5 separate regions of the Sus scrofa genome follow, and all the other regions are linked to region 4. Evidence: chromatin contacts called from public HiChIP or PLAC-seq data. All regions are on one chromosome and are shown on one strand. Each heading gives the region's core, a stretch centred on a gene start, on an enhancer-like site or on the middle of the called end of the contact. The rest is flanking DNA. Distances are from core to core; before and after follow the strand shown.

The links. HiChIP or PLAC-seq counts read pairs in DNA pulled down with a chosen protein or histone mark.
Region 1: an H3K27ac HiChIP or PLAC-seq map of skeletal muscle shows a contact between it and region 4, with 6 times the contacts expected there. The contact joins two enhancer-like sites. A contact is called at or near these places in 2 of 47 Hi-C or Micro-C datasets (embryonic fibroblasts and epiblast stem cells) and 2 of 2 datasets of contacts at active chromatin or transcription factors (alveolar macrophages and skeletal muscle).
Region 2: an H3K27ac HiChIP or PLAC-seq map of skeletal muscle shows a contact between it and region 4, with 8 times the contacts expected there. The contact joins two enhancer-like sites. A contact is called at or near these places in 7 of 47 Hi-C or Micro-C datasets (embryonic fibroblasts, fibroblasts, liver and 3 more) and 2 of 2 datasets of contacts at active chromatin or transcription factors (alveolar macrophages and skeletal muscle).
Region 3: an H3K27ac HiChIP or PLAC-seq map of alveolar macrophages shows a contact between it and region 4. The contact joins two enhancer-like sites. A contact is called at or near these places in 4 of 47 Hi-C or Micro-C datasets (embryonic fibroblasts, skeletal muscle and subcutaneous adipose tissue) and 2 of 2 datasets of contacts at active chromatin or transcription factors (alveolar macrophages and skeletal muscle).
Region 5: a contact with region 4 is called in an H3K27ac HiChIP or PLAC-seq map of skeletal muscle, with 7 times the contacts expected there. The contact joins two enhancer-like sites. A contact is called at or near these places in 17 of 47 Hi-C or Micro-C datasets (alveolar macrophages, brain, embryonic fibroblasts and 11 more) and 2 of 2 datasets of contacts at active chromatin or transcription factors (alveolar macrophages and skeletal muscle).

The regions. Positions count from the first base shown.
Region 1 is chr10:27,194,677-27,198,874 of Sscrofa11.1, reverse strand. All of the region lies in intron 11 of C10H9orf3 (aminopeptidase O), which reads left to right. Among named protein-coding and RNA genes, the nearest start is that of MIR23B, 120 kb to the right of the region's middle. Within about 2 kb of position 1,909, at least 17 of the 83 cell types and tissues checked have an H3K27ac peak or open chromatin away from gene starts, as enhancers often do. A contact at or near this core is called in skeletal muscle, where this site is marked.
Region 2 is chr10:27,237,946-27,242,089 of Sscrofa11.1, reverse strand. It overlaps C10H9orf3 (aminopeptidase O), which reads left to right. Exons shown (of 19, transcript XR_002336299.1): 7 at 1,171-1,277. Among named protein-coding and RNA genes, the nearest start is that of MIR23B, 160 kb to the right of the region's middle. Within about 2 kb of position 2,324, at least 50 of the 83 cell types and tissues checked have an H3K27ac peak or open chromatin away from gene starts, as enhancers often do. A contact at or near this core is called in alveolar macrophages, retroperitoneal adipose tissue, skeletal muscle and 1 more, where this site is marked.
Region 3 is chr10:27,264,751-27,268,943 of Sscrofa11.1, reverse strand. The region is part of intron 5 of C10H9orf3 (aminopeptidase O); the gene reads left to right. Among named protein-coding and RNA genes, the nearest start is that of MIR23B, 190 kb to the right of the region's middle. Within about 2 kb of position 2,808, at least 24 of the 83 cell types and tissues checked have an H3K27ac peak or open chromatin away from gene starts, as enhancers often do. A contact at or near this core is called in alveolar macrophages, skeletal muscle and subcutaneous adipose tissue, where this site is marked.
Region 4 is chr10:27,396,104-27,400,558 of Sscrofa11.1, reverse strand. All of the region lies in intron 3 of C10H9orf3 (aminopeptidase O), which reads left to right. Among named protein-coding and RNA genes, the nearest start is that of C10H9orf3, 74 kb to the left of the region's middle. Within about 2 kb of position 2,133, at least 33 of the 83 cell types and tissues checked have an H3K27ac peak or open chromatin away from gene starts, as enhancers often do. A contact at or near this core is called in alveolar macrophages, fetal skeletal muscle, omental adipose tissue and 3 more, where this site is marked.
Region 5 is chr10:27,143,232-27,147,519 of Sscrofa11.1, reverse strand. The region is part of intron 14 of C10H9orf3 (aminopeptidase O); the gene reads left to right. Among named protein-coding and RNA genes, the nearest start is that of MIR23B, 65 kb to the right of the region's middle. Within about 2 kb of position 2,254, at least 39 of the 83 cell types and tissues checked have an H3K27ac peak or open chromatin away from gene starts, as enhancers often do. A contact at or near this core is called in alveolar macrophages, fetal skeletal muscle, omental adipose tissue and 2 more, where this site is marked.

The sequences.
Region 1 (4,198 bases), core at 660-3,159, 200 kb after region 4:
GTAGTGAACAGATCTGTGGGATGTTCCAGAGGTGCCACAGTTAAGACTTGGTTGATTAGGAGTTCCTGTTGAGGCTCAGTGGTAACGAACCCAACTAGTATCCATGAGGATGGGAGTTCGATCCCTGGCCTTGCTCAGTGGATTAAGGATCCAGCTTTGCTGTGAGCTGTGGTGTAGGTCACAGATGCGGCTTGGATCCTGCGTTGCTGTGGCTGTGGTGTAGGCCAGCAGATGTAGCTCCAATTCAGTCCCTATCCTGGGAACTTCCATATACCACAGGTGTGGCCCTAAAAATATTAAATCAATTTAAAAAAAAAGGCAAAGACTTGGTTGATTGGTTATGAAAGCTGAAAAAAGGAGTCCAGCACCACCTGACCTTTCTCTCTTGGCCACTCAGTTACACACCGAGTAGAGTAGCCCTGGACATCCGGCAGCGGCAGGCGTTCTGTCTCAGGAATGAATACGAGGCAGAGGGCATGGAAGGGAAAGCACTTGAGCATGGAGGCAAGGAGATGAGGCAGTCGTGTTTCAGACTCTCCAGTGTGAGGATTCTGTCTCCATGCTCATGAGACCAAGAGACAAATAAAGCTAGAAGTGCTTAGGAGATGCAGATAAATCCTGGGCGCCCATCTGCCCCGGCAGAAAGGCACCCTAAGGAGTACTCCATCCAGCCTGCCTTGCCCACCTGATATTCCAGTGGTTAACAGCTGCTGGGTCTGTCTTTGCTCGTCAGTTATTATGTTAGCATGTGCACATTCCTCTGTTTGTTTTAATTCAGTACTTTTCCTCCCCCACGGAGCTAGGGAGTACTCGGTTGTAAATGTGACCTCAGCAATCTTACTGATCTCCCCAAGCACAAATAACTTGCTCTGATCAAGAAAAGAAATAACTTGGCTCAGCGGGCTGAGAATCCAACTAGTATCCATGATGATGTGGGTTTGATCGCTGGCCTTGCTCAGTAGGTTAAGGATCCAGTGTTGCTGTGAGCTGGTGTAGGTTACGGATGCTGCTCGGATCCTGTGTTGCTTGGCTGTGATGTAGGCCGGCAGCTGCAGCTCCGATTCCACCCCTAGCCTGGGAACCTCCATATGCCGTGGGTGTGGCCCTTTAAAAAAAAAGTTTAAAAAAAGTAACCGTGCAAAGCTCTGAGGCATACACTATTTGTATCCACATGTAGGGAGGGAACTTAAAACCTGAATCACTAAATTTAAAATTACCCATCTGAAATGTACAGTGCATTCCAGAACAAGAGCATTTTCCATGGCAGGCCCTGAGCAGGACCCTCTGGAAGCTCACGTCCCTCTAGAACCGCACTTTCCAAGTTCTTTCCATCCCGGCTCACTTCCTGTGAACATTACCCGGGCTTGTCCTTTCCTTCAGGGGCACAGATAGAACGTGATCTTGAGCATCTCAAGAGGCCGGAGACAGAGCCCAGGGTGATAAAGACCTTCCTCCTGTGCAACAACAAGTTAATAAGCACAAGCCGCAGAGAGGGGCTAGGCGTCAACTTCCTGTCCTTGTCACTCCGCCCTGAGGCATCGACGGACAACGAGCAACACAGCACACAGCACACTCGATACCATTTTTTACGTACGCCTGGGTCTGTTTCGTGAAACAAAGAGCCGTGGGTCTCTTTCTTGGCCTGAAATACAGTTTATTTTTCTTTTTTCTTTTTTGTCTTTTGTGGGCTGCACTTGTGGCACATGGACGTTCCCAGGCTAGGGGTCTAATTGGAGATGTAGCTGCCACCCTACGCCACAGCCACAGCAACGGAGGATCCGAGCTGTGCCTGCGACCTACACCACAGCTCACGGCAACACCTTAACGCACTGAGCGAGGCCAGGGATGGAACCCACATCCTTGAGGATACCAGTCAGCTTCGTTTACTGCTGAGTCACAATGGAGACTCCGTACAGCTTATTTTTCTGAGCACCATCATTCAGGGTGGCCAGTACATCCTCTCCTCTGCAGCACCAGCTACACGGGACCACATCTAGAGCTCACGGGGTCTGCAGACCCACTTTCTGAAATAGCAAGTTGGATTACAGGACGTAGGAGTAGAGCCAGGGAACTCTCCAGCCAGATACCCAGGTACCCAGGAGGCCTCAGTAATGAGGCGGAAGGACTGCTCACGAGCACAGATATGGAGGCACGTGGTCCTGGGTCTGTGTACTTTTAGCTCTCTGCATAAAATCAATTTCCATAGTGATCAGACATGCAGAAGAGTCATTTCCTGTAAGTCCTGGGTCCCAGCGAAGTGGAAATGCTTCTGCTTGTCTGTTGTGATTATTTAAGCCACATGATCTCAGGGGGGAAACATTCACCGTTGGCTTTGACTCGGAGCTTCTTGATTTGAAAAAGTCAGCCTTCAGCGTTACCACTGCCATACAGCCAAGTCCAGAACTCAAAATTCACCCATTCCATCATCTCAGTCATGATCGAAACAGCAAAAACTAGTGTACATTTTTTTTTTCATGAAACACACAGCCCGTTTCTTCCATACAAAATTAAGCATTTTCAAATGGTCTCCCGTAATTTCCTTGGGAGATGAGCCTCCCTATATATAAAAATCGTTTTGAGTGGCTGGAGTTACTGCCTTCTCTCAGAGTTTAACAGTTTGGTGTCTGCACTGAGACTGGGAATCTAGAAACCTGGGTTGCTTTTTTTTTCTTTAGCCTGGGCTGACCTGGACTAGTCTCCTTGTGCTGTGGTTTCTCCATCTGCTAAACAGCTACACAGCGGTTGACACCCACTTCACAAGGATGCTATGAGGAATGAGGTGGTAACGGTTATAAGACGCTTTGAACCTTCCAGGGGAAAGGGATCTGGAAATACAGGTTCTCTTCCTTGGCAGGAGAGTGTCTTTTGCCCCTGGATGCAGCTGCACACTCTCCTGTCCTCACACTTCTGCCCCTGCCCCGGGTCTCCCCATGTCTTGAGAACTGAGGGGCAGACAAACAGGGCCCCAAGAGCCAGGTCACCTTCAGCAGGTAAACGAGAAGTCAGCGTTATTTGGAGCCAGCGCAGGCCTTCCCCTCCTGCGGGCTTGTCTGCACCGGAAATCACCAACCCGCGTGTTGTGAAGCCCGAATTCAGCACAGAAAGAAAAGCGGGGGCTCTGCAGCTGGGATCATGTAAGTCTGAATCCCAGCTGTTCAAGCACCATGTCTGAGGCCCAGGATACGTCTCCTAACCTCTTGGGCCTTTATTTGCTCATTTCTAAGATGGGGATAATAATATTGGTCCTGCACAGACATTGTAAAGTTCCCATGATATTTTTCTTTTCTTTTCTTTTCTTTTCTTTCTTTTGGTCTTTTCTGAGCCGCACTCACAGCATATGGAGGTTCCCAGGCTCGGGATCAAATCAGAGCTGTAGCCACCAGCCTACGCCACAGCCACAACAACACGGGATCCAAACTGCGTCTGCAACCTACACCACAGCTCACGGCAACGCCAGATTCTTAACCCCCTGAGCGAGGCCAGGGACCGAATCCGCAACCTCATGGTTCCTAGTCGGACTCATTAACCACTGAGCCATGACAGGAACTCCCCCATGATATTTTTTCTATAGTGTCTGTACATAGTAGGTGTTCCGTAAGCAGTAGCTACTACTTTTATGCCAGTGCTTGGTGGTGGACAGAGGAGTTGTTGTTTGTTTTTAGTGCCACTGTGTAATAGTACCTGTGTGTGCATATAGGGCAAAGCAATATTTGCCTCAATACTTTCTAATGAAATAGCCCTCACCCTTGACCTGAATAGCTGTCCAGGGCATAGACCATGGCGCATATTGGTCACTGGGATTTACCTTCTGTGCAAGGTCATCCCGCAGAGAACGATGGGGCACCCTGTCCACACACCATCTCTCACCTCTCCGAAAGAACCCGGCCAGTGCCACCCTCCACACCCCTCCCGAGCACCCCATGTCTCTCTAGGCCCCTCTCACTGCCTCTTGTCTGAACACATTCACAGCCTCCTCATTGGTCTCCCTGCCTCCAGCCTCGTCTCCCTTGATGACTCTTCCTGGGCTCCATTCCATTCGGCCCTACCTCGGCCCTGCTTCAGAGCCTCCTTGATGAAGCTGAGGCTCCACGGCAGGATTCCAGGGGTTCTCACAGGGCACTCCATTTCCTTTCTCACCCATTTTGTGTGCCAGCCCAGCTGACCATGGCTCTGGACTTCCCTGTCTCTGCTCTCTTTG
Region 2 (4,144 bases), core at 1,075-3,574, 160 kb after region 4:
TGCCATCACCTCCTCAGGAAAGCCTTCCTACCACCCTGATGGGCCAGGGAGCATCGGGGTTCTTCCCTGTCATCACTGCATTTTTTTTTTTCCATCTTTTTAGGGCCACACTTGTGGCATATGGAAGTTTCCAGGCTAGGGGTTGAATCAGAGCTGCAGCTGCCGGCCTACACCACAGCTCACGGCAACGCCGGATCCTTAACCCGCTGAGCAAGGCCAGGGATTGAACCTGTATTCCCATGGATACTACTAGTTGGGTTCATTATCACTGAGCCACAACAGGAACTGCCCTGTCACTACATTTTGACCGTTAGTGTTCTTATCTGGACTCTTCAGGAAGCTGTGTCCATTTTGTCCCCAGGGCCTGGCGGAGCATCAGTAAGTAACTGTCAAGGGAACTATTAGGGAGCTTTAATTTCCAGAAATGCCTGTGGATGCAGCCCTTTCCCTCCCCAGTGGGCACGCTGCTGCCCTCCCCTGTGGAGGGTACAGCCGTGGGGGCCTCAAGAGCACGTGGAGGAGGGCAGCCCATTCTGACCAGCAGGGCAGGGAGCAAGGCCGTCTCTTTCCCCAAGCCTGCGTCCAGGCAGCTCGGCCTTTCTGCTTCTATGCAAACAGAATCATCTGGGTCACATTAGCCGGCTCCACTGTAAACAGCCCTGACAAACTGAGGGCTGGGGAGAATAGGAGGTAAATGGAGGGGGCCTTTCCCACCCGATGCAGGACAAAGCAGGAAGGGGCTGGGTGGAACCAGAGTGCAAACGGCCCCCTGGGGAGGCCTGCTCACAGGCTCGCTCTCTCTCTCTCCCAAGTGGGTAGGGGTGTGGGTGGGAGGGGAGGTTCCAGGACAGGGTGAGGGTGGGGGCTTGGGGGGGGTAGGGTTGTGGGGGAGGTTCCAGGAGGGGGGGGCGGTGTGCGCCTCCCAAAAAGGCCCGGGGGTTGGGGGGGTGAGGGCTGGTTCTACGTTTGCGGACCTCAGAGGCCCTCTGACCCCTCTACTACTAGGGCACAAGGCAAGGCAGGGGCCTCTGTGCCACCGACGCCCCCAACCCCCTCTTCGCCTGCAAAAAAACCAAAACTCTCCGCTCCATGGGACGGCTCTGACCCTGCGTGAGGACAACAGTGACTGTGTTTTGTGCATATGTGTCTGTGTGTCTGTGGTCTAAGCAGCTGGCCCCCCACGAGGCCCAGGAGCAGCAGGAGCTGAGGGCTTGCCTGCGCTGGCGTCGCCTCCGGGACGAGGTGCGGAGCTCCCCTGAGGAGATGCAGGTGTTGAGGTAAAGCATCACGTGATCCCGCCCCCCTCCTTTCCTTCAAGCCTCATCCAGGCCATCTCCTTAAATCGGCTGTTTCCTTTTAAAATTAAATTGGGCTGGATTACTCATCCTCCCAGGGACAGGATTGTTATGTTTTAAGTCGTTCAGGGTGTGGGTTTGGATTTGCCTTCTGACATTTTCCCTGGGTGTCTATTCAGGAAAAAAAAAAAGCACGGGGCCGTTTCCGGGACCACATTCTTCACTTGAGGTCGTAATAGTCACTCTGTGTGGTGGCTGCGGACTTGGAGAAGGTTAAAGTCCGGTAGCCTGGCAGACAGTAACCCTTGAAAGCCAAACGGGGTGGGGGGAAGAAAAAAAACCTTTAGGAAAATATTGATTCCTAAGTGTTTAGTAGTAACAGATGTTTGTGTCAATGGGGCCTTTTGTTCCGGATGCAGCCCCGCAGGAGGCCACTCCTGTGCTGGTGGGAGGATTCTGCTCTCAGCTCCTGTGTTTTATTTTCTGAGTGTGTCCTGCAGCACTTGTTAAGGATTACTTCTTGCCATTTTTTTTTTCTTTTTTTTTTGGTTCCTCTGTTTGCTCCTTCTCGTCAGGTCTCTAAATAGTTGTTTATCTGAAACCTCAAGCCTAGGCCCCAGGAGCACTGCAGTTGCCATGGCAACAGAAGCTTCCCTCCTGCCCCCTCTTGCTTGGAGCCCAGCCTTTGGACTCGGTGGTCAGACAGGTGGGAAGGCGGCCATCCAGGAGTCACCCCTCTTTTTAGATGGCTGTCCTGAAGGCCAATTCCTGGGCAGAAGCCCGCCTGCATGGATTTTGCTTCTGTTGTTTATTTTTAATAAACAACACCCCCCTGCAACACACACACACACACACACACACACACAGAGGTGGCTTCCCCCTAAGGCTGGAGTCTGAGGGAAATGCGGGCCCAGCCTGACCCCAGCGAGGCCGACCAGTCCTTCTGTGCTGCCCGGCAGCCAGGGTGTGGCCGCTCTTCCCACGAAGAAGTCCCCCCTCTCACGCTAACTGCTGCTGTGGCTGACTCATCCATTGTTTAGGAAAGCCAGAGCCAGGAGCCCTGCCTGCCCCACCCAGCGCCACTGTTCACACATCCGGTCACTCAGCCAGCGGGATGGCCACACCCACGGCCAGCGTGCACAGGGTCCCTGCTCTCATGCAACTCGCGGTCAGTTGGGCCCCTCTTGCATGCACGGCTAGTGACAGGTGGTAAGAAGCGGTGTGAAGGGAGCACAGAGATTGACAGCAAGGAGGATGCCTCTCTGTAGAGCACCAAGGCCTTAAGGCAGGAGGCACACGGCTTGGCATGCTGGTGCTGGAGGGACAGAGAGGAGGGCAGCGTGGTAGGAAGAGCAGGGAGAGGCAGGCAGGCGCTGGAGCTTCCAGCCTTCCCCCAAGTGCAACTGGAAGCCGCCCAGGGCCTTCAGCAGGGAAGGATCCCTGCTCTGCGGGCAGCAGACAAAAAGCAAGGAGATGGGTTAGAACGTGGCAGTAGACGGTCACGCTTCCAGTCCTGCTGGTCACAGGACAGACACGAGAAGCCAACCTATTTAAGACAAGTTTTGGCAGTGGGACTGGCAGGTCTTTGGTCTATTGAGTGTGGAGAGGAGGCAACTGAAAGTGTCCAGAATGACTTCTAGGCTTTTGACTTGAGCAGCTGGGCAGACAGATGGCGGTGCCATGTGGTGAGATGGTACAGACTCCGGGTGGAGCAGGCTTTGGAGGGAAGAATCAAGATTCCCATTCGGCATGTGTTAAGGTTGACGTGCCAAATAGATACTCAACTATTGAGAACTCAGTGGGGTTTACAAGTCAGGAGCTCACTGGAAAAAATGGGGACATTCAGCCTATGGCTACTGACAATCCCAAGCCTGGTAAAATCACTGGGAAAGAAGAAGGTGGGAGAAGAGGTTGGGAGGAAGAGGCGGAGCCAGCGGAGGAGCTGGGGAAATCAGTGCAGAGAGAACCCAGGTGCCAGGAGTCCTGGAAGTCAGGAAAGGGAGTGAGTCAAAAATTGTATTGGGAAAATAACAATTAAAAAAAAAGAAAAGAAAAGAAAGAAAAGAAAGTGAGTCAAGAAGATGGGAATGGGATGTTGGATGCTGCCGAGGGCCGTGGGACGGGGAGGGAGAGAAGGGGCCCTGGAGTGAGTGTGGGCCCTGCAAAGGATGCTGGTGACCTTGACGGGCATGCATGTATTCATGAGTTGTGGAGAAGGGAGCTAGATCGAAGTGACGAGTGAGGGGAGATCAGGAAGCAGAGACACTGGGTGTGGACTGTGTGAGAGAAGTTGTGCCGGAAGGGGAGGTAGATGAAGATCAGAGAGGTTTGTTTTAAGGTGGCTGCTGCGGGAGCACACTTATGTGCGAGCTGTAACTAGGCCAATCCCGTCAGCTCTCAAGGCTCGATGCTTCCATTCCCCAAGTCCTTTGGAAGCCTCCCGTTCTGCATGCCCCTAGTCCTTTGGTGGAGTTAGGGGCATTATAATTAACATTCCTTGGAGTTCCCGTTGTGGCTCAGCAGGTAAGGAACCCGACCAGTATCCACGAAGACACAGGTTCAAGCCCTGGCTCCCCAGGTCAAGGATCCGGCCTGGCCGTGAGCTGCGGCATAGGTCACAGATGTGGCTCGGATCTGGCATTGCTGGGTGTGGTGTAGGCCGGCAGCTGCAGCTCCGATTTGACCTCTCGCCTGGGACCTTCCACATGTTGCAGGTGTGGCCCTAAGAAGCAAAAATAATAAGAATAATAATAGTAATAACATTACTTGATGAAATAAGTTCCCAGCTTATAAGCAGTCAGAAGGACAGTGGGAAATCCGTACACATGTGCAGAGAGCGTTAGCTCTAG
Region 3 (4,193 bases), core at 1,559-4,058, 130 kb after region 4:
CAGGGCCTTGAGGGGGCAGGGCTGCAGACCATAAACTAGAGGGGGATGCGATCCAAACATGGCCCGAAGTTTCTAGGTGGAAACACAGAGTCTAAGACAGGAAGAGAAGGGAATGACTCACTGAAGAAGTCAAGAATTTCATTTATTGAATCCCCCCGCTCCCCCTCCTCCCCTTAGGCAGTGATCTCCATGAGACCCCCACCTCTGGCCCTTTTGTTCCTTAATGCATCCCAAGCACCAAGCATAGGTCCTGGCAGTCAGCAGGCTCTCAGTAAATATTTGCTGAATGAATGACTGGTGTCACATCACTAGCTGCTGCCGTCTATGTCCTATTTGTCCAGCCCAGTCTTGGACCAAGAGTTTCTGTTCCCTGAATGAAATCACTTTGTCAACCAGGAGCCAAAGCAGGCCCGACTCTGCCCATGTGCCGAGTGGTATTAGAAGGAAGAGCCAGGCTTGAGTTTTTCTTTGCCACAAACAAGCTTGCTGTTCAGGGCAGTCTTTTCTCCATTCAGAACCTCTAATTCCTCACCTGAAGGGAAAAATCCACAGCCCTCACAAAGCTGTGGAGTTTCAATTAAAAGGAGAAAGAGGAGGTTCCCCTTGTGGCTCAGCGGGTTAAGAACCTGACTGGTATCCATGAAGATGCAGGTTCGATCCCTGGCCTCATTTGGTGTGTTAAGGATCCAGCATTGCCGCCAGCTTCAGTATAGGCCAAAGACACGGCTTGGATCTGGCGTTGCTGTGGCTTTGGCTGTGGTGGTCACAGCTGCAGCTCTGATTGGACCCCTAGCCTGGGAACTTCCATATGCCACGGGTGCAGTCCTAAAAGGAAAAAAGGAAAAAAAAAAAAAAAGAGAGAGAGAGAGAGACAGAGAGGGAAAGAAAAGATAGATGTGAAAAGCCTTCAAAAATTATAGGAGTTCCCATCGTGGCGCAGTGGTTAACAAATCTGACTAGGAACCATGAGGTTGTGGGTTCGATCCCCGGCCTTGCTCAGTGGGTTGGGGACCTGGCGTTGCCGTGAGCTGTGGTGTAGTTTGCAGACTCAGCTCGGATCCTGCGTTGCTGTGGCTGTGGCATAGGCCAGCGGCTACAGCTCCAATTAGACTCCTAGCCTGGGAACCTCCATATGCCGCCGGAGCGGCCCTAGAAAAGGCAAACAGACCAAAAAAAAAAAACAAAAAAATTATAAGGGTGTTACTATTCCCTTTATTAATTGAAGGATTTTTCTTCTGGGAGGTCACTGATGGGAGAATTAATTTACTAAGGAAACTCATAATAAATAATGTAACAAATCATAAACGAATAATAATAAATAAATAATGTATCAACAATATTTTAGTATCAGCTTCAGTTGCTTTCCCAAAAATACAAGGAAGAGCTAAACCCTGCAGCCATTCGTGGACAACCCTGCTGGGTGACTTGTGCACACTGCTTCTCAGTTGTCCCTTAGCCGTCACCTCTGTAGAGGAGAAAGCTGAAGAACTGAGAGATCCAATAGTTGGTCCCACCCCAGGCAGGGGACCCCCCAGAGTTGCAGGGGGAAGCTTTGTCTGCAAAGTGTGTTCAGGCCCACACATCAGGTTGTCTTCTGGGGACAAAAGTGTAAGAAAGAAGGGTCTGCCTGGCTGTGTGCCCCTTACACATCCACACAGCCTCTCCAGAGCTTCTATCCCAGCAAGAGCTGGGGTGTCAGGGGGCTCAATGGGACAGGACCATTCCCCCTTCAGCCACCATGAACTTCTGCTGAAGCAGCCCCTCTGTAAACTGATGAAATGTCACTATACTTAAGTCAAAGTTAAAAAAAAACAAAAAACGAGTTCCTGTTGTGGCTCAGTAGGTGAAGAACCCGACTAGTACCCATGAGGATGCAGGTTGGATCCCTGGCCTCACTCAGTGGGTTAAGGATCCAGCGTTGCCGGGAGCTGTGGTGTAGGTCACAGATGTGACTTGGATTTGGCGTTGCTGTGGCTGTGACATAGGCTGGCAGCTGCAGCTCCAACTCAACCCCTACCCTAGGAACTTCCATATGCCAAGGGTGAGCCCCTAAAAAGAAACAAAACAAAACAAAACAAAACCACATTGCAATGTCCTTTCTCATCCGAGCAGCTGACAAAGTTTCGGACTGTCAGGTTTGTGACCGCCAAGTGTTTTAGGCTGGAAATCCAGAAGTAAAAGGCTCAGTATCCAACCTGCTCTGAGCCTCAGTTTCCTTGTTTGCTCTTTGGAAGTGGAAGTTAACATCAATTGACCGTCGAGTGCCTTTGAACTCCAGCTTTCTTCCTTTCCAACTTATGGAAATTATTTTCCCCACTTTCCTGAGAGGGGAAGTATAAGACCCCAGGCTGTCTGTGACAACTGCCAAAGCGGCTGTTTTTTAATGGAAAGTCAGCTTCCTTCTGAGGTTGCTTAACATAGCAGAAGCTGCTCGAGAACAGAGAAGCCCAATGTTTCCCTTTAGCTTTTTTGACGTCATTTGCCTGTGGGTGGGTTCCCATCCGCCGCCTCTCTGACCACACCAAATTTTATTGCACAGATTTAAAAAACACACCTCGGTGTGGCAAACCACCTCAAGAAGCAATTTAGCCCAGAAGCCCTGCCGCTAAGCTGCGGCCGAGAGCGCCAGTTTCGGTCCAGCCTTGGACTGTGCCAGGATCCCATCTCGGAGGAGTAAATGAGCCATCCTCCCCCTCCCTGCCTCCCGCCAATAAAAGCAGAATGTTCACTTGACACTATCTCATGGGGGATTTGAAGAATCAATTCTAAACACAGACTTGAAAGCACTTAGCAATCTGAGAGCAAGAGGGCGGGACTACCATTTGTGGCCTGTTTACTGTGTGCTAGGTACTAGGATGGGCACTTGACTTCCCTTTTTCTTTTTCTTTTTCTTTTTTTTTTTTTGCTTTTTGCTTTTTGCTTTTTAGGGCCACAGTTGGGGCATAGGGAAGTTCTCAGGGCCAGGGATTGAACCCTCATCCTCATGGTTACTAGTTGGGTTCCTTACCGCTGAGCCACAATGGAACTCCTTGACTTTTCATTCTTTTTTTTTTTTTTTTTTTTTCAGCTTCTCTATAGCAAGTTTATTATAAAAATACAATCTCATCTCAAATTAGCTTTCAGATTCAGCTGTGGAGCAGAGATCTTCTGCCTTAATAAAAGACAGTTGAGGTTGAATCTATTTAAGTTGCAGTTATGTCAGAACACAGAAAGTGGTACATTAGGTTCATTAGCTCATGTGGGGGAAAAAAAGTGGTTAAAGCTGTTCCATAAAACAAGACAGTTCAAATGTGAGATAAAAGTGATGAAATGATACAAGTCAGACACTAAAATACGGTACCGCAGTGGGTATTGCTTTTAGAAGTTGACAGTGATGTGTGATAACTCAAGACCGTTTCATACAATGATTGTGTGTGTGTGTGTGTGTGTGTGTGTGTGTGTGTGTGTGTGTGTGTGTGTGGCTTTGGACCCTTGTGTAAGGATTTCTAGTTAATTTATTGACTTTTATTCTTTATTTCACTCAGCTCTATACTCTATAATCATCAGACACAAAACTGTCAAACAGTTGGATTTTAGGCCGCTATGAACCCAAAGCTTATCAAGAAGACAGAGGACAAGCAGTGGTGGGGGTGGGGGCAACTGGACTGATTATAAGCCGGGGGCGAGCTGAATGTCTTTACCATTTTTAACACCATCTGCACAAAGTTTAAAAATCTACTTATATGGAGTTCCTGTCGTGGCGCAGTGGTTAACGAATCCGACTAGGAACCATGAAGTTGTGGGTTCGATCCCTGGCCTCGCTCAGTGGGTTAAGGATCCAGTGTTGCTGTGAGCTGTGGTATAGGTTGCAGACACAGCTTGGGTCCCGAGTTGCTGTGGCTGTGGCTTAGGCTGGTGGCTACAGCTCTGATTAGACCCCTAGCCTGGGCACCTCCATATGCCGTGGGAGTGGCCCTAGAAAAGGTAGAAAGACAAAAAAAAAAAAAATCTACTTATGTCCATTTGCAATGCACCAGGCGTCAGAAATACATCCATTCATACAAATATTTTGCCCTCTCGGTGCTTGGAGATGTCAGAGAGTTCAGCAGTGATGGCAAATCTAGCTGCTGATAAATGACAGAGATGTTAATCTCATTCCAGTATTTTCCTTTCTAAGTTAAAAATAATTTTGCCACCCCTCCTAGTACGTGTTT
Region 4 (4,455 bases), core at 884-3,383:
CAGACCTCTGAGTTCTTGCTACATGAGGGAAATCATTCCTCCTGGCTGTTTTTAAAAACGAAGGCTAATGGTTTAGACTGTAGTGTGATGACCATCATAAAATCTGAGTAGCTGAGAAGCCTCTATCCTTTTTCTCAACAAGGCTAAGTCAAGATTTAGATTGGGCGGACTTCCCGTCGTGGCTCAGCAGAAATGAATCCAACTAGGAACCATAAGGATGGGGGGGTTCCATCCCTGGTCTTGCTGAGTAGGTTAAGGATCCAGGGTTTCCATGAGCTGTGGTGTAGGTCACAGATGTGGCTTGGATCCCGTGTTACTGTGGTGTAGGTCACAGATGTGGCTTGGATCCCATGTTGCTGTGGTGTAGGCCGGCAGCTGCAGCTCCAATTCGACTCCTAGCCTGGGAACTTCCATACGCCACATGGACGCCCCTAAAATGCAAAAAAAAAAAAAAAAAAAAAAAAAACCGATTTAGATTGACTTATTTGGCTCCTTTATCCTTTATTATTGAACTTTCTCACCATCATGTCATTTGGGCAGACAGAAATGTTAGCCTGACTCTTGTTGTCAGCCTGTATTCCCTGCCAAAATATAGCTAAACTATTACGCCCAGAGACCCAATGCCCAGTACAGTGTTTCGTATAGAATAGGTGTTCAGTACTTACTTGTTGAATGAATGTGTTCTCTGTAATCAGACAGAAGTAATATATTCATGGAAGAAGCATTTAAGATCACCACTGATAGTAACAAAAGTGATTTCAGGGTCTTTCCTTTAGTTTTGCTTCTGATTAGAGTTTATGCCTTTTCTCCAAACTCAGTATCTTTTAAAAGGAAAAAAAAAATCGATGTAGTACATTCCTGTTCCACCATTTGGTAATTTGTTGTTGTTGAATTTTGTTTTATTTTTTCAGGGTCTAATTTAGAGTCTAATTCCTAGAAAATTAGAACATTCCGCTTATATTTTTCCTAGGAAGCTTCAAGTGAATGAATAAGACTGGCTAATTTAAGCTCCTTCCAAATGTTGGAGAAGAAGCATATGAACAAATGAAAGGTGTTAAAAGCTGTATGTGCCCTCGCTTAGGATCTGATTTTGTTTTTCTATGCAAAAGTAAGAGACTGTAGACATTACTTCATCCCGGGCAAAATGCTGCTCTCCAGCCTGTCCAATAGACCAGCTCCCTGACATTCTGTCTTGATTTTGTATGGAAAGTCTAGAGAAAAGCCAAGATTTCAGGGTCTGGACCCTCTGGTGTGCCACTGAAAGCCAACTTTTCTTCTCTCTTGATGGCTCCAAATAAGCAGTACTATTTAGCCTGCTCCCACAGCAAGCAACCAGGAATGACGTGTAAGGACCTGGTAAATTAAAAGACGTGTAGGACTGGTCATGATTGTTTACACAAAGAGAGAATGCGAAGTAGGGAGAGCTCCTTATTTCTCCAACCGAGGAAACTTTATTCCAGGCTAATACACACACACACACACACACACACACACACACACACACACACATGTGTTTCCAGGGGTAGGAGTACAGAAGTGAGTACATCTTTTCTCTTTAGATTAGAAAACCCCTGGTGATGGAGGACAGTACTCTGCTCTGCTACATCCTTCGTAAGGTCTCACATAATGCCCTGCACTTTCTAAATCTTTGTCAGTTCATTCTTTTGTTCGCAACTTGCTTTTGACTAGTTCTTGCTTGTCATTCTAGCGTTGCACTTACCATATTTGGCATACGGGGAAGTCATCACGATCTCTTTTGGATTAGGATGATTCTGGCAGGCATGTGTATACCAATTCTTGTTGCTATGGGTTTTTTGTCTTAAGCTTGACATTCATGATTTTTCTCAAGGAAGTGAAGTCCTAAAGCATGCTTATGACCGTCTGGCACAGAATGATTTGTTGTCCAGTGTGCCGATCCATTTCGTATTTTAAGTTTAAGGAGAACTAGTTTATCCTAGGATTTAATTGCGGTCAGAATGCAGGTGAGACTTGGGGTAGCCAATCTGGTGAAAGGTATTCCTTTATGTATTAGCCACCAGGGACAAAAACCTCAAAACCTGTGGAGGTGCTTGTGTTCTGGGTTCAGTAGGTGGCGCTCTTCTACCTGGTTCACTAGTGTGATCTTGAAGGTCATTCTCTCCAGTCCGTGCCGTAGGCGGTTCCATGTTACCGGGAAGGAAACCTGAAGCCTTGCCCAGTGGCATCAGAGCCTGAGAAGCCATGGCATGATCTGGCACATGGCCCTGGTCAGGCAGTGTTGGTGCATACCAGCCCAGGGCGTCTTACTGTCTCCTTTGTTCTGATGCCAGTTCCCGCCCTTGAGCAACAGCGGAAAAGAGCTAAGGAAAGACAGTCACACCATGAGTATTCTGGAGGGTGGCACTAGCTCATAAAACCAGAACGCGTAGATACAGCATCTAAAACGTAGTGAGAGGAAAAAAAGTCGGGGTTTGCAGAGAGACCCAAAAACTAGAGAAAGAAGCCAAGAGAGGAAGAGCAACAAAACTGGGAGCTTCACCTATGTTGTATATGTCTACTGTATTTATTATTGTTATGTATCTATTATATTTATTATTGTTACATATCTATTATATTTATAATTATATATCTATTATATTTATTACATTAAATATATAGTATATACACTTATAAATTCATATTCATATATATGCGTGTTCCTATACATATCATCAAGCATTTAAAATTTGTAATACAGAGGTGTTCCAAAATAATGAAATAGCTTGACATAGTTTGGGCAAGAAGTTCTGAAATTAAGAATAGCTACTAGAGGAGTTCCCATCGTGGCACAGTAGAAACGAATCCAACTAGGAACCATGGGGTTGTAGGTTTGATCCCTGACCTTGCTCAGTGGGTTAAGGATCCAGCGTTGCCATGAGCTGTGGTGTAGATTGCAGACACGGCTTAGATCTGGCGTTGCTGTGGCTCTGGCATAGGCCGGCAGCTAAAGTTCCGATTGGACCCCTAGCCTGGAAACCTCCATATTGCCATGGGTGTGGCCCTGAAAAAGGCAAAAGACAAAAAAAAAAAAAAAAAAAAAAGAAAAAAAGAGAGAGAATAGCTACTAGAGAAAGAAAAAAGCTTGAGGTAGGAAAGAAGCAGGTGCCTCAGAAGAACTGAGTGAAGAAATATGATACATAAATGAAAGCATGTATCAATTTGATGTTTCCAAAAGCTGCATCTTGTTTGTCTAAGCTACAGTAGAAAAGTTTAAAAGATGAAGTGGATGCTTTTGAAAGAAGAATTTAAATGCCTGCTTTAATTTTCAGTGAAACTCTAACCCTTTAAAAATGAGAAATTCCGGAAGATGCTTAACTCGGCAAAGATAAATCTGCTTTTGCCCCTGTGGAAGCAGGGTGTTTGTGAATGGTATGGCTGTGCCTTTGGTGTGTTTGGAGTGAGTTTATCCGACTTCTCTAAGAATAGGACAATGATATTCCATAAGTTTTGTATTGAACTTACTAGTAGTAGGCATGATTGATAGGTAGAAAGAACTACAGCATCTTGATTTTTTGCACTTATTTTTTTTCTTTTTGTAAAAATGATTTTCTAAACAAATAACTAGCCAAGTTTTTCACAGGTTTAGAATAAAAAGGTCTCTCTCCTCCCATGAACAAATACTCCATCACATTCTTCCTTTTTTCCTTTCCACTTTTCCTACCTTAAAAGAGAATCTTCAACACCATTCATAGGACAATTTTTTAGAATAGTATATGAAGAATTAAGGTAATTGTTTTAACACTCTCTCATTATAAGTATTTTCAAAACTTCTAATTTGAAAAATTACCCATTTCAAATCCTTATCATACCTACAAAAAACACAGTCATCTTTAAGGAAAATTTCAGTCCTGTTTGGGAGATGAAAATGTCTATTTGGATCTTGTAGCAGCTGCTAGCACAATGACAAGACCAACATCTGATGCATCTATCTTATTAGTGAAACAATTGAAGTCAAAGAATTTTCTCCCCTAAATAATTTCCAGTTTGAGAAGGTGGTGGAGAGGCTTTTTGAGAACCTTTTGAGGAGGCCCAGGAGGGAGGCGAGCTGGGTGGCTGCTCAAGCCTGCACAGTTAGGGAGCGCCACTTCCTCTGGGCCCCTTCCTCCCACCCCCCTCCCTGTGTGTGCTGCTAATGAATCCCGGCCTGGCCGTGAAATCATCCAGTGGTGTGATGGGCTTCTGGCCTCTGCAGAGGAAAAACTCTTGGGTTAATTCAAGTACAGCTTGTTCTCTTTGTTTTGCAGCTGGTGTAGTGAGGGAGTCTAGGGGCAAGTGGATTGAATCAAAAAGGAAAACGAAGGCATTCACTGTCTGTTTTATCGAGGATGGCTCATTTAAAGTAAACACCATTTAAATAGTCTCCAAATGGCCCATTTCTATATGAAGTCATACAGGATGCCCCCTTTGGGCTGTCATTCTCCTTTAAATGGATCGCTT
Region 5 (4,288 bases), core at 1,005-3,504, 250 kb after region 4:
CAAATATAGCAGTAGTTCGCATGCAAGTATGTCTCTATCCTTTGGCTTTATTCAAGAAGACCGATCCTGTTTCTCAGCACTACTCTGCAGTTTCATTTGCGTCTCTCTTTAGTTGGTCCACTTATAGTAGAATAAATTGTCATTGTTCCTGTTCCAAACTGGAAGCTCTCAAAGTGCTCTTTAGGCTGCGGATAGGATTTCTATTCTAGCAGAGCTCCATTTTAGGTCAGTCTATAATCATTTTTTAGCCTTCAGTTGTTGCTCTTGTTTCTTTTGCCCAAACTATTTTGATGTGAAGTTCCTTTGAAGGCTGACGGCGTTTATACACATACCAGCTCATGAAAGACATTTAATACTGGGCATTACTCCTCCTCTGTTGTCATTTTGCACCGTTTCTTTCTGGTGTGAGGGAAGAACTACCCCTGTTACCTTTCAGGAGGCACGGTTGCAATGTTTAATGTATTTCATGACAAAAAGTGAATTCTCATACAGGCAGCTGTCTTGAAACGCTTATATTCTCTGAAATGATTCTTGGTCATGTTGAGTGGCCATGTTTCTCGATGGCAAAGAGAACCTGGTTCTCGGAGTTGTGGGAAGCTCATCTTTGGGCAGTGCTGCTGCGTGGAACACCGGGAAGAACTAAGCGTTCCGGTAACTTCAGAAAACAAAATCATCACCAGCAAGGAGCTGTCTAAAATAACCGGAAAAAATTATAGCTCAAGCATTTGGAGGAGCGTGAAGGCCACTCGAGGTCCCTGGCACTTGAGTGCGCTGGGCCACAAGAGTACACGGAGTCGGGAGACGGCTTGGGGGGAGCGGGGGTGCCTAGGCGCTCGCGTTGCTGCGCATGCGCGCATCCCCTGGGAAGCCGGTGCAGAACCGGGGTTGTCAGGCCGTCGGCCGAAGTCTTGTGGCCTCTGTCCCTCCAACCCTTGGTTTACATGTGAGAACGCGGAGGTCCGTGGTGCTGGCCTGAGACCAGGCGCTGCTCTCTCCAGCTGTCTGCCTGGGCAGCTCCTCAAAAGAAGCCGTAGAAGCGGAGCAGCTCTGCGTTCCTGGGGAGAAGCGTGTGTGGCTGGTCGTTGTCACGTTGTGGGGCACAGGCACCGGAGGGCGGCGGGAAAGAAGTGCCGGGAGATGCAGCGGGGCACTCCCAGTCCAGCCCTGGTGGCCTAGAACCTCGTCCAGAGTGAGTTTCCCGAGGACCCTCCCATCCTGGCTTGGGTGGGCGTGGACTGGGTCAGACCTTGAGGGCTCCGAGCGGGCAGGACTTCGTGGTGAGACAGCTGGGTGTCTGGAAGGGTGTTAGGGCCAGTGTGAAATTTTGCCTTTAGTGAACTTTACAAGGCACAGATTATCTGAAGTTTTTGTCATGTTTGTCACGGACCAAGCAGCTGTGACATGAAAATATTTTTGCTCTTTTTCATCTAACAATAGTGTGACCCGAGAACAAGGCATTTTATTTGGGAAGGCTCTAAAGGTACTTACAAATGCCTTTTCTTCAGTCTGTGCAAATATTTTTTAATGTTTGTTATCTTTTTTTTATCTAAAGTGCAAGGCTGCTTTCCATGTTTAAATGCATTCGCGCCTTGATGTATTGCACATTTAAAAGGAAGTTTTTCTGCGGTCTTGCTGAACTTGGCTGTTAGCTTACAGGCCAAATCAAACCACCTCCACCCACAAAACAGTATCGATAAATGCTGAACTTGGATCATAAAAGGTTTAGTTCCCCAGAACTCTGTGTACATTTGGCAGGGCAAAGTGAGTAGGAATATTATGGGTTGGGAAAGAAGCTGCCCGGGTTTTCTCTGCAACACAACTGGCAGATGCCGTCCCAAATGAGAAGCTGTTTCAGCCTCGTGGAGCCCCCCCCCCCCCGCTCCCAGCAGAAGGAAGGGCGCTGGAGAGAAGGCATAGATGATACTCCCGTGTTCCTAATCTCAGCGTACCTTGAGGCTTTATTAGAGATTAAGTCACTGGCTTAGTCAACAATAGCTTTACCTAATCATAGAGCACCAGATTATCACAAAACAGATCCAAACCATGCTGAATTTGCTTCCAACAAAGGATTGCTGATGTGCGTGTACAGCTCGGGTGCCCGTGCCTGCGAACACACACACTTTACCTGTTTCCCTGGCCTTTGACCTCCCAGCAGGGGAGGTTTGGGCAAGGCCGGCTTGGTGACCACCACCTTCCACCCTGGAGGAAAGAGCTGCAGCCGTTATTTCCAGAGCTGGCGCTGTTGGTGTCTGCGTCTGCCTCTGACTCATGCTCCCCAAGAACTGCCCTGTGCATAATGCAAAGTCATTGTTATCCTGAGCCATCCTAGGGAGAGGCTCAGTGGAAAAAGTGAAGGTGGAGCAGACCTGGCTCCAGAACAGAAGGTGAAAGATAATGTTTTTTGTTTAGTTTTGCTGAACTTCACATTCAATTTTGTGGGAACAGCCGTAATCCTGATGGAGTTCAAGATAAAAAAGGAGAGGAACTCTGACTTGTTGCTGCAAGACTCCTTGGCCTGGTGTTCAGATTCTTAGCCAGGAGGCCGAGAGGAGAGCGAAGTAACCATCAGCGATTGTTCAAGTTTTTGAACACGTATTTGTAGTTTCTTCGTTTTTCATTTTTTGTATCAGATCTGTTTTGCAGTCATGCCCTGCTGCAGAGAAGAGAGAGGGAGGTTTTATAAATCTGTGTGACCGTCAGTATTCTTATTACTTGTCTTTGATAACCTTGCAATAATCTGGGAGGATGAGACACATCATTTAAATACTTCTTTAAAGAAATATTGCTGTGGTATTCATGGTGGGACATTTTCCTGTGAAAAACTCTTACCAGCATATTTGAAAATACTTCCTTTTCTAGAAAGACAGTTCATTATAGTAAGTCTTAATATCAGAAATAATTCAAAATCAAAATAAACAAGAAAATGTTGTTTTAGCAATAGTTGAATTTTAACAGTAGCTTGGTAGAAAGAATTCATTCGTCAAGAGCATTTCCCCCCCGCGCAGTTTCCCCGAGACTAGTTTTCTTAGCAAGAGAAAGGTTACTCTGTTATGGATGGACGTGTCTTTTTTTCCTTTTCCCAGAACATGTGTGGTCTCTGTTCACTTCTCTCTCCGCAGAACTTTGGAGATGGCCCCAGCTAATGCCTTGTGGGTCATCGATGCTGTTAGAATCAAATCGAAGTCGTCAAGTACATTTTCTTTCTCCGATCCAATAGTCCTTCATGCTGTGGTTGAAGTCCCCTCTTCACCCCTTACTAGCTTTTTTTGTTTTTGTTTTTTTTGTCTTTTTAGGGCCGCACCCGTGGCACATGGAGGTTCCCAAGCTAAGGGTCGAATCAGAGCTGTAGCTGCCAGCCTACACCACAGCCATAGCAACACCAGATCTGAGCCATGTCTGTGACCTACACCACAGCTCATAGCAACGCTGGATCCTTAACCCACTGAGCAAGGCCAGGGATCGGACCCGCGTCCCCATGGACGCTAGTTGGGTTTGTTAACCACTGAGCCACAACAGGAACTCCCTCTTACTAGCTTTTTTATCTTTTTTTTTTTTTTTGTCTTTTTTTGCTATTTCTTGGGCCGCTCCCGCGGCATATGGAGGTTCCCAGGCTAGGGGTCCAATCGGAGCTGTAGCCTCCGGCCTACGTCAGAGCCACAGCAACATGGGATCCAAGCCGCGTCTGCAACCTACACCACAGCTCACGGCAACGCCGGATCCTTAACCCACTGAGCAAGGGCAGGGACCGAACCCGCAACCTCATGGTTCCTAGTCGGATTCGTTAACCCACTGCGCCACGACGGGAACTCCTAGCTTTTTTATCTTGAATAGATTCGTCTGTGTAAGCCTCAGTTTTTTATCTTGAATAGACTAGCCTGTATAAGCCTCAATTTCTTCATCTGTAAAATCGTTAACCGTAAAGCACTTAGCCTTAAAGAGTTGCCATTGCATCATTGCTCACCCACAGTCGTTATTAATGTTATTGGTTTGGGCTTTTTCAATACTGTTATCAGGGTTTAAAGTTACTTGTAATCCGTGGTATATTAACAAGACCGGAAGGAGCCTTAGGAAACGTAGCCTCAGGAAGAATGACTGCAGAGGCTCTTAGGGTTTGGAACAGCAGCCTTGCATCTATGGGCCAGCTGAAGTATCCCCAGAATTAGGCCAGGGAGGCAGCCCCATTTCTTCTCTGGCAAGTCCCAGCCATGCCTAAGAGGTGCACCTGTCTCCCAGGCTGACACAGGAATCTGCTCTGTGGGGCCCCTGCCTTGGGGAAATACTGCCTTGG